Regions from separate parts of the Ovis aries genome. Here all the other regions are linked to region 1. The links are chromatin contacts, called in public Hi-C maps. All regions are on one chromosome and are shown on one strand. The core of a region is the stretch at or near the end of the contact, and the rest is flanking DNA. Distances in the headings are between cores, read along the strand shown.

Region 1 (2,949 bases), core at 49-2,548:
GAGACAGGTTAACCTCACAAACAGTTCTCACCTTGCAAAGTTTCATTTGTAACCCAGTTGCTGGAAACTCAGAATATATTCTATTTGGCCAGTGGCTCTAGCTCTTTAGGGAGATCACAAACTTCTCTGCAAGAAATCAACCAACAAATGTGTATATACTTTTAGAGAGTTCAGATCTCAGATTAGGAAGTATGTGTGCTGGCCTGTACAGAACTTGGATCGTATTTATTACCCACTTCCTCAAAGAAGGAGAATATGGTGGTTCTGAAGAGAACCTTGGTGTAACACATTCAAAACTGGCTCCTTAGAAAGCAATATTTTTTTTTTTTCCTGGTAGTACTGATCCAATGGAGTTAAAGAGAATGAAAAAGACACTTCTTTTTTGGGGGGGCAGAGATAATTAAATAGGCCTCCCCGCCTCCCACACCCTCCACAAACTGAGGACTTTGGAATGGAGAGAAGGCAATGAGACAATGGGAAATGAATTTGGTTTTTAAAACAATGACCCAGGATAAAAGAAAGCTTTGAGTCGCCAGAATTAGCATACAGATTACAGGTTCTTCTGGGAAACTTCCGAAGGGGAAGTAAGCGATACCCAATCCAGGTATACAAGATGAATGCTCTTTCTTAAAATGAATTTGGGAACCTGGAAAGTTGGTTGACAGACAAGATATCTCACAGGAGCAGCTAATTCAGTCACAAAGATATATCATGTTCTTTCAAGGACCCTGCCAGAGTTCAGCGTGACATTGATCCAGCAGCAAGGAAGCAGGCTCTGGGTGATTTAAGGGATGAATGGATTTGAAAGGCATGCCTAATGGTTTCAAACCAACTAAGGCACCAGATGAAAAGCAGACTGTGCTTGAATCAGCGACTGCTTTTGCACAAGGTTATTTATGGGGAGGCAGGTGCATGAGGCTAAGGTGGTTTCAGGTGACAATGCAAATTGGAAAAGAGGGCCAGGAAAAGATGGGTGTGGGAACTAAATCAAAGGCCATCCTTCAACATCTGCTTTAGGTGTTTTGTAAATCTCTACCAAGATGTCAAGTCAGCATTTCATTTACACCCAGGAGAATGAGATTGCAAAGGGTAGGAGTGTAAGAAAAAAAAGAGGTGTATTTCTCCCTATTTCATCATAGAGCGCCTTGGTGAGATATTTAATAAACCCAATGCCTTTATATTGATTACTATCTTTTTGCTTCTGTTCAAAAATGCTGGGCATGTGTCCCAGTGAGGTAGAGGATAGCCACTCTATCACAGTTGAACTTCGAAACCATATTTGCTTAGTAAGGAGAGGCTTAATTTAAGATCCGGGAATGACTGGTTCCCAAATTCCCATCTAGATTCCAGAGGAACTTTGCCCTTTGGTGAGAGGCCACCACTTCCCTTTCTCACTTGAGGTTCCAGAGATGGGAATGAAAAAAGAGTTCACATATTTCAGCTTGACTCCAGCTGGGATCTCAAGTACTTTTGTCCTCCTTCAGGCACTGTGGAATCTCAGAAGACAACAGTCAACAGTAGGCTCAGAGAGTGTTTCTCTAATTATGGATCTGAGTTGGAAGAAAGTAAAATCAAGTTTCCAACACAATCTAAAACATGCTTATTTTGAGCTTGAAAACATCTCAAAGATGATCTTCTCATTTCTCCCTAGCAGCATCTCTAGATGCTAGTAAAGCTACACCTTTGTTAACCTCCTTGAAAAAAGAGGTATTGTGTTGAGATTACAAACAATGCAGAGCAGACAAGTAAGAATGGACTCACCTCTTTGGCGTGAGAACAAAAAGTAAGTAACTCCCAGATAAGTACATTCTTTGGAACTGAGCCCCAGATGCTTAGGAGATCTCACAGTCAAGGGGAAATAATCAGTATTTCTGAGGAAAGAAGGTCCTATTTCTCTCTATAAGCATGAAATAGGGATATTTCCTGATTTGTTACAGGTTTCCATATAAAAAAATGAATTTGCATTTTGCTTCATTTCCCCTAGATGCTACTTTAAAAAAAAAAAAAAACTAATTCCTAATCAACGAAGGAAAAGAATTCTGACTCAAATAATTACTATCTTTGGTTTCCCTGGAAGAAAAACAAAGCTAAAGTTTGTCATCTTTTGACTTGGGAATATCTTGTCAGCAGTTTATCAAGACACAAAATAACAATTCAGTACATGGAAACTATAAATAGGCCTGGAGGATCATTTAAAACCTTTCTTTGAGATAAATCTTTACTATTTTTTTTTTTTTTGTAGGAAATGATCCCCATGCATATTCTTCCTACAGTTTTTCATCTACAACTTCCATGCAGTTCCTGGCCTTAACAGTAGATGGCTCCACGTTCCTTGTCGTTGAAAGGGCTGGTGCATTCTAGCAGAAACAGTAGGTGCTGGTTTAGAAAAGTAAAAGGACAATTGGGAGTTCTGGGGGAAATTTTTTGAGAAATTGGCATGTGTGATTGTGGCAAATTACTGAACTTTGGAAGGTGGCATTGCTCATGAAATACAGTTGCAAACATACAAAGCCAGTCGGTCTTATTTCCTTACGTCTTGGGTGCTGTTTATGATGAGAATTAATTGTCATTTTCCCAGAGGAATAAAAATGATCTTCTGGATAATCAAAATCATCATCATCTAATTAAGGGCTGTCAAAAAGAGCTTGCTGAGATATTTGAAACTTTCTTTTTCTGGCCAATACATCAGCCACTTACACACATAGCTATTGAGCACTTAAAACATGACTCGTGCAATTTTTTTTGTTTTGTTTAATTTAGTTAAACTTAAGTTCATATATCCCCATGTGGCTAGTTACTGAACAGCACTGGCTACCATATTGCACAGCACAGAGATAAGTAGTGGAATCATCATTTACACATGATAGATTTCAAGTCAAATTACAGAATATCAAATGGGGAAGCAACCTTAACTAAAAGGGTTTATGTTTCTACACCCAATTTACCTCA
Region 2 (3,178 bases), core at 261-2,760, 280 kb after region 1:
GGATGTCTCTCCTGACTAGCTCCCACCTACTCTCCAGCCTTCACGAGTCCACCAATCCCTCTCACCCGACTCCAGCCACAGATGGCTTCCATTCACCCTCATGCTCACCCAAGCTCCCTACCACAGGGCCCTTGCATGTGCTCTTCCCTCCGCCTGGTATGCACTCTTGTCCCCTTTCCCTGGTGATGCTCTTCCATCTCTCAGATCTCCAAACAAGCTTTCCCTGGCTATTAAGCTTGGATTATAGGCTTTCCTGGTTCAAAACACTTCCCTTACTTAGCTTTCATCAGAGTTACCATCTGACATCTCTACCTGATTTGTATCCGCTTAGCTTCCTTGGATATCCTCAGTGTCTGGAACAATGCATGTTCAATAAAAACTTATTGACTGACCTACTGGTTGATTTATATTTGTCTGATCCCTGGACTGTGTGCTTCATGAAGGAGGGAACCATGTGTGTTTATACTTCTGCTGTATCCTCAACACTTAGTTAACTGCCTGACACAAAACTGATACCTACTGAGCAAAATACATAAACCAGAGCACAGTTTTTTAAAACTTTTTTTTAATTTTACATTAAAATATAGCCAATTAACAATGTTGTGATAGTTTTAGGTGGACAGCAAAGGGACTCAGCCATACATATACCTGTATCCATTCTCCCCCTAATTCCCCTCCCATCCAGGCTGCCACATAACATTGAGCAGAGTTCCCTGTGCTATACAACAGACCTGGTTGATTATCCATTTTAAATAGAGCAGTGTGTACATGTCCATCCCCAACTCCCTAACTGTCCTTTCCCCCATTCTTCCCAGAGCACTATTTTATTATCTCTACAGCAATTATAGAAATTTCCTGTGATCCTTTTTAAAAAGTAAGTCTCTGATCCTACTAATTTCCAAAGAAAAACTTCAATATGCCCGGAAGATAGGGCTTTCAGCACTCTTGTCCACGGGGCCCTCAGATCTCATGGAGTAGACAGGAGCTGGATTTCAGAGGCAGCCTGCAGGGCTCACCTGTCTCCTCCAAGGGTGGCCTGCCTCCCTGAACAGGAGCTTGGGGACCACATCAATGCAGGTTGGCTTGCATCCTCCGACTTGCAGTCCCCTGACCCCTCAGCCCTCCTATGTCCACCTTAGATCATCCACACGTTGCCAACGACTGTAATTCTAGAAAGAGGAAAAGCAATGACCAAAAAGGCAATCATTTCCTCAGACAACTTTGGACAACTGACTTTTCTTCAAGTAGAAGGAAGGGTAAAGAAGCTCCCTCCTTCTTTGATGGCCTCTGGGACTTATCACTTTTGCCACAGCTTCTCCTGAAAGTTATCACCACCTGCTGTCACTGGGCTCAACCTTTCCTCTGCAACTGAAAGAAATCAAAGCTGTCTCTCCACCTCAATTTGCAGGAGAGCAACCTGTCTTCCCCACAGCATCAGGAGGCAGAACTTGCTCACTCAGGGTTTGAAACCATCCCTGACCTTTGACCCAAAGGAAGCGCAGGGCTTGGAACTCTGGCATTCCAACTCAGAAAGGTTGCTGACCTCTGGCTTGGAAAGCATGCAGTCACCTCAACTCATTCCCAGAGTCAGTGATTAGGCAGATTCTTGTCATCCTCCTCTCTTCTTTGAGCAAAGCCTGTCATCAAAATAACTAGACAGATATAGGGACTGTGAGCAAAAACTAGAATGCAATCTTTTTTAACAGGGGGGAGCTTTAAATAAGCCATACACAAAAGGGCAGATACTGTAGGATTCCACTTACATGATGTATCTAGAGAGGTCAAATTCTTAGAGACAGGAAGTAGAATGGTGGTTGCTGGAGATTAAGGAAAGGGGAGCTGTTGTTAATGGGTAAAGGGCTTCAGTTTGTGATGATGAAAAAATTCTGGAGGTGAAGGGTGGTGAAGGTTACGCAATAGTGTGAATGTACTGATATTCAACGTCACAGAAAAGTGCATGTAAAAATGGCTAAAATGGAAAATTTTACTACAACTTTTTTAAAAAGCAGAGGCTTTACAGATCTTGACCTTGGTATCTTTTCAATCTTTTCCTACACTTGCTGGCCAGCAGTTCCAAAAGTTAAAACAAGCAAACAAATAAACAAATTTCCAAGCCTTTCCTCTTAAGTAATCGCCCTTGTCATATTTCTACTGCCCCTCAATATGGGAGCTTTGATATGATGCTTTTCTTGTCAGACTACGCTGTCAATCCAAAGAACCCCAGAACTCCGCAGTTTCAAATAACAAAAAAGCATTTCTTGTTCTCTGTACGTGTCCACAGTGAGTCTATAAGAAGATTTCTTTTCAATTCCATCCTGTCCTTGAGCGCAGAAGTTACAAGATCGTACAACATCAAAAGGCATGTCGTTACATGCTTTATTTGGGGAGATAAAAAATCTGGTCATGTTCTCAGAGGAGCAAAACCTTTAAAAAGGGAATAAGCTGATCTTTGAGATTACTTATTCTAGGCTATCTGGCCTCAGAAGACCCTGATAAGTTGCAACAGATTTTAAAGGAGACTCCATAAATCCACATGCCCAGCCTTCACCCACTGACAGTGTGCGTTCAAGTGCAGAGCCCCTGGAGAGACCTCCTGACTGTTTTATAACGGCCAGATAAACATCCCCATCAGAGAACAGCCACCCCATCCAGGCCCTCGAAAGGACAAGGCAAGCTCAGACAGTACGAAAGCCCAAGCCATTCACTCCATATGAAAATGACAGGGCTTCCCAGAAGCTGGGCTTCACACTCAGTGTGCAGGATGGGAGCCTAGCAGAAGATTGGACCTGGAGACTCCTTTACATACACACATTCGAGCACAGATTAACAAAACCTTCAAATGCCATCCTGCTGTCCTTCCTGTTTACTCTGTAGCAATACAGTCAATATCAGAAAAGCTCAGGCACCATCACCTCTGGTATATTCATCCAGTACACCCACATGCTAGTAGGCAGAGAAATGCCGGCTGGCCCTGCCTTGCCTTATATGCTAATGATAGCTTTGGGAAGATTTTCAAGTATCTCCGGCAGATTGAGCAGAATGTTATAACAGTCACGAGCTAAAACAGAAAAGGAATGGTATAAAGTACAAAATCCAGTTTTCAGTGTTGACAAAATAGCAGCACCAGTGATATGACTCAGCACAGGAGCATATTCAGCCACTCTTTCCATTTTTATTG
Region 3 (3,208 bases), core at 541-3,040, 340 kb after region 1:
GTGGTACCTCATTGTGGTTTTGATTTGCATTTCTCTAATAATGAGTGATGTTGAGCATCTTTTCATGTGTTTGTTAGCCATCTGTATGTCTTCTTTGGAGAAATGTCTATTTAGTTCTTTGGCCCATTTTTTGATTGGGTCGTTTATTTTTCTGGAGTTGAGCTGCATAAGTTGCTTGTATATTTTTGAGATTAGTTGTTTGTCAGTTGCTTCATTTGCTATTATTTTCTCCCATTCAGAAGGCTGTCTTTTCACCTTGCTTATATTTTCCTTTGTTGTGCAGAAGCTTTTAATTTTAATTAGATCCCATTTGTTTATTTTTGCTTTTATTTCCAGAATTCTGGGAGGTGGATCATAGAGGATCCTGCTGTGATTTATGTCTGAGAGTGTTTTGCCTATGTTCTCCTCTAGGAGTTTTATAGTTTCTGATCTTACATTTAGATCTTTAATCCATTTTGAGTTTATTTTTGTGTGCGGTGTTAGAAAGTGATCTAGTTTCATTCTTTTACAAGTGGTTGACCAGTTTTCCCAGCACCACTTGTTAAAGAGATTGTCTTTACTCCATTGTATATTCTTGCCTCCTTTGTCAAAGATAAGGTGTCCATATGTGTGTGGATTTATCTCTGGGCTTTCTATTTTGTTCCATTGATCTATATGTCTGTCTTTGTGCCAGTACCATACTGTCTTGATGACTGTGGCTTTGTAGTAGAGCCTGAAGTCAGGCAAGTTGATTCCTCCAGTTCCATTCTTCTTTCTCAAGATTGCTTTGGCTATTCGAGGTTTTTTGTATTTCCATACAAATCTTGAAGCACTGTTTATAATAGCCAGGACATGGAAACAACCTAGATGTCCATCAGCAGATGAATGGATAAGAAAGCTGTGGTACATATACACAATGGAGTATTACTCAGCCGTTAAAAAGAATTCATTTGAATCAGTTCTGATGAGATGGATGAAACTGGAGCCGATTATACAGAGTGAAGTAAGCCAGAAAGAAAAACACCAATACAGTATACTAACACATATATATGGAATTTAGGAAGATGGCAATGACGACCCTGTATGCAAGACAGGGAAAGAGACACAGATGTGTATAACGGACTTTTGGACTCAGAGGGAGAGGGAGAGGGTGGGATGATTTGGGAGAATGACATTCTAACATGTATACTATCATGTGAATTGAATCGCCAGTCTATGTCTGACGCAGGATGCAGCATGCTTGGGGCTGGTGCATGGGGATGACCCAGAAAGATGTTATGGGGAGGGAGGTGGGAGGGGGGTTCATGTTTGGGAATGCATGTAAGAATTAAAGATTTTAAAATTTAAAAAATAAAAAACTAAAAAAAAAAAAAAAAACAAATGTTTAGGCTGTTCACTTGGCTACTGTGAATGATGATGTGATGAACATGGATGGGAGTGTGGGTACAAATACCTCTTCAAAATGCTGATTTTATTCCCTTTGAATTTATACCCAGATATGGGCTTACTTACATGGCAATTCTAGTCCTAATTTTTGAGAAACCTCCACACTGTTTTCCATAGTGACTTCACCAATTTGCATTCTCATCAACAGGGGACAAGGGTTTCCTTTCTCCACATCACTGCCAACACTTACCTGTTGTCTTTGTGATAACAGCTATTTTAACAGGTGCGAGGTGATAGTTAGCTCATTGTGATTTAGATTTGCATTTCCCTGACGATCAGTGATGTTTTCATATACTTGTTAGCCATCTGTATGTCTATGCAGGCTCACTAGCCACTTGCTATAGCTCACTATCGCCACCATCAGGAGCATGCACAGAGAGCCGGCCACAAGGTGAGTGGGTGTGTGGGTGAGGGACAGGAAGCAAGGGGGGTGCCCATGGGCCAGTTGGGGGAATCCGTGGGCAAGGCATGTCAGCAGCTCATGGGTGCTCTTCTTGATGGAGTCCAGGACACACTTAGTAGAATCCACATCCCTTTAATGTCCTCTGAGACTCTCCCAGTCTTTTCCCACTTCCAGTCATTCAGCTGATTGAGTCAGTGCTCTGGAGGGAGTGGTGCAGCAGTGGGGCGGGGGTGGGGAGTTCTCTCGGCACTGAAATGTGCTGTCTTGGGGGAGAGTAGATGCTGGTAAAGTCAAATTAGCTCCTGAAATGCAGAAGATGTGGGTTCAGTCCCTGAGTCAGGAAGATCCCCTGGAGAAGGAGGTGATAACCCACTGCAGTATTCTTGCCTGGGAAATTCCATAGACAGAGGAGCCTGGTGGGCTACAGTCCATGAGACCGCAAAAGAGTCGGACACGACTTGGCAACTAAACAAAAACAACCCTCTCCAGGGTATCCAAACTGGTAATTTTTGCTCTAACAAAAGTTGCTGGAATTTCTGTGCTGGAAACCTGGGCTTCCACAAAGCCTCTCTTGTCTGTGGGTGAGCGCCTAAGACTGTTTCCAGGAGCTGCAAGACCACAGCCAAGAGGGGCTCGAGTCATTCACGGGCCACTGCAGGGCCCACAGCACAGAGGCAGGGCAGCCCACGGGGTGAGGCTTCTCTGGGGTGCTTTCATGTGTCATGTATGGGGCTGGACCCCACAGTTCCCACAACAGCACTTTTGTCCACTGACAGACGCCAAACTGTTGTAGTCGAGGGGAGGATGCACACGAGGGGCATCTTATTCACGGATGCTGCTGACGTTACTTTAACTTCTGACTCTCATGTGATATGCCAACCCGGTAACTTAACAAGCCTATTTTTGTTTTGATTTGGTTTCTCAACACTCTTTATTAATCGAAGCAATAGGAGGACAAAAGTTTTCATTTTTAAAATTAATTAACATAGAAGAGTCCTGGCTTGGGAAATGCTCAACACTTTTCTATAAAATATGAGAGAAAATTGGTGGGTGCGGGGGACCAATAAGATGAAAGAATGACTTTCATTAATGAAAGACACTTGAAAAATGTAGTGCCCAAACGCCATCTTAATCCTTCACTTGAGTCCAGCTGTAAATATAAGCAGAATTGAACAAAGTTACATTCAGAGTATGATTGAAAGCCAAATGATTGCTTCTGACGCCATCCTGAGTAGACTACAGGCTTCCCACTGAAGTGGGAACGCATGCACGGTAGACCACAAAAGCTGTAGGATTTTTCATTTCCAAAATGTTCTGCACCATGCTTATGCTGGTCGCCTTGGAAGAACTTGATTGCTGCTGAGTGTGTGTTAGTCACTC

Evidence for each region. Hi-C and Micro-C count contacts between places; a contact is called where the count stands out from the background.
Region 2: a Hi-C map of liver shows a contact between it and region 1, with 6 times the contacts expected there. The contact joins two enhancer-like sites. A contact is called at or near these places in 3 of 16 Hi-C or Micro-C datasets (liver and mixed tissues).
Region 3: a Hi-C map of liver shows a contact between it and region 1, with 2.5 times the contacts expected there. The contact joins two enhancer-like sites. A contact is called at or near these places in 4 of 16 Hi-C or Micro-C datasets (blood, liver and tail adipose tissue).

Annotation. Positions count from the first base shown.
Region 1 is chr6:96,952,658-96,955,606 of ARS-UI_Ramb_v3.0, forward strand. All of the region lies in intron 4 of RASGEF1B (RasGEF domain family member 1B), which reads right to left. Among named protein-coding and RNA genes, the nearest start is that of TRNAW-CCA, 160 kb to the right of the region's middle. Within about 2 kb of position 1,299, at least 10 of the 54 cell types and tissues checked have an H3K27ac peak or open chromatin away from gene starts, as enhancers often do. A contact at or near this core is called in liver, where this site is marked.
Region 2 is chr6:97,229,186-97,232,363 of ARS-UI_Ramb_v3.0, forward strand. All of the region lies in intron 3 of RASGEF1B (RasGEF domain family member 1B), which reads right to left. Among named protein-coding and RNA genes, the nearest start is that of TRNAW-CCA, 120 kb to the left of the region's middle. Within about 2 kb of position 1,511, at least 4 of the 54 cell types and tissues checked have an H3K27ac peak or open chromatin away from gene starts, as enhancers often do. A contact at or near this core is called in liver, where this site is marked.
Region 3 is chr6:97,287,646-97,290,853 of ARS-UI_Ramb_v3.0, forward strand. All of the region lies in intron 3 of RASGEF1B (RasGEF domain family member 1B), which reads right to left. Among named protein-coding and RNA genes, the nearest start is that of TRNAW-CCA, 170 kb to the left of the region's middle. Within about 2 kb of position 1,791, at least 2 of the 54 cell types and tissues checked have an H3K27ac peak or open chromatin away from gene starts, as enhancers often do. A contact at or near this core is called in liver, where this site is marked.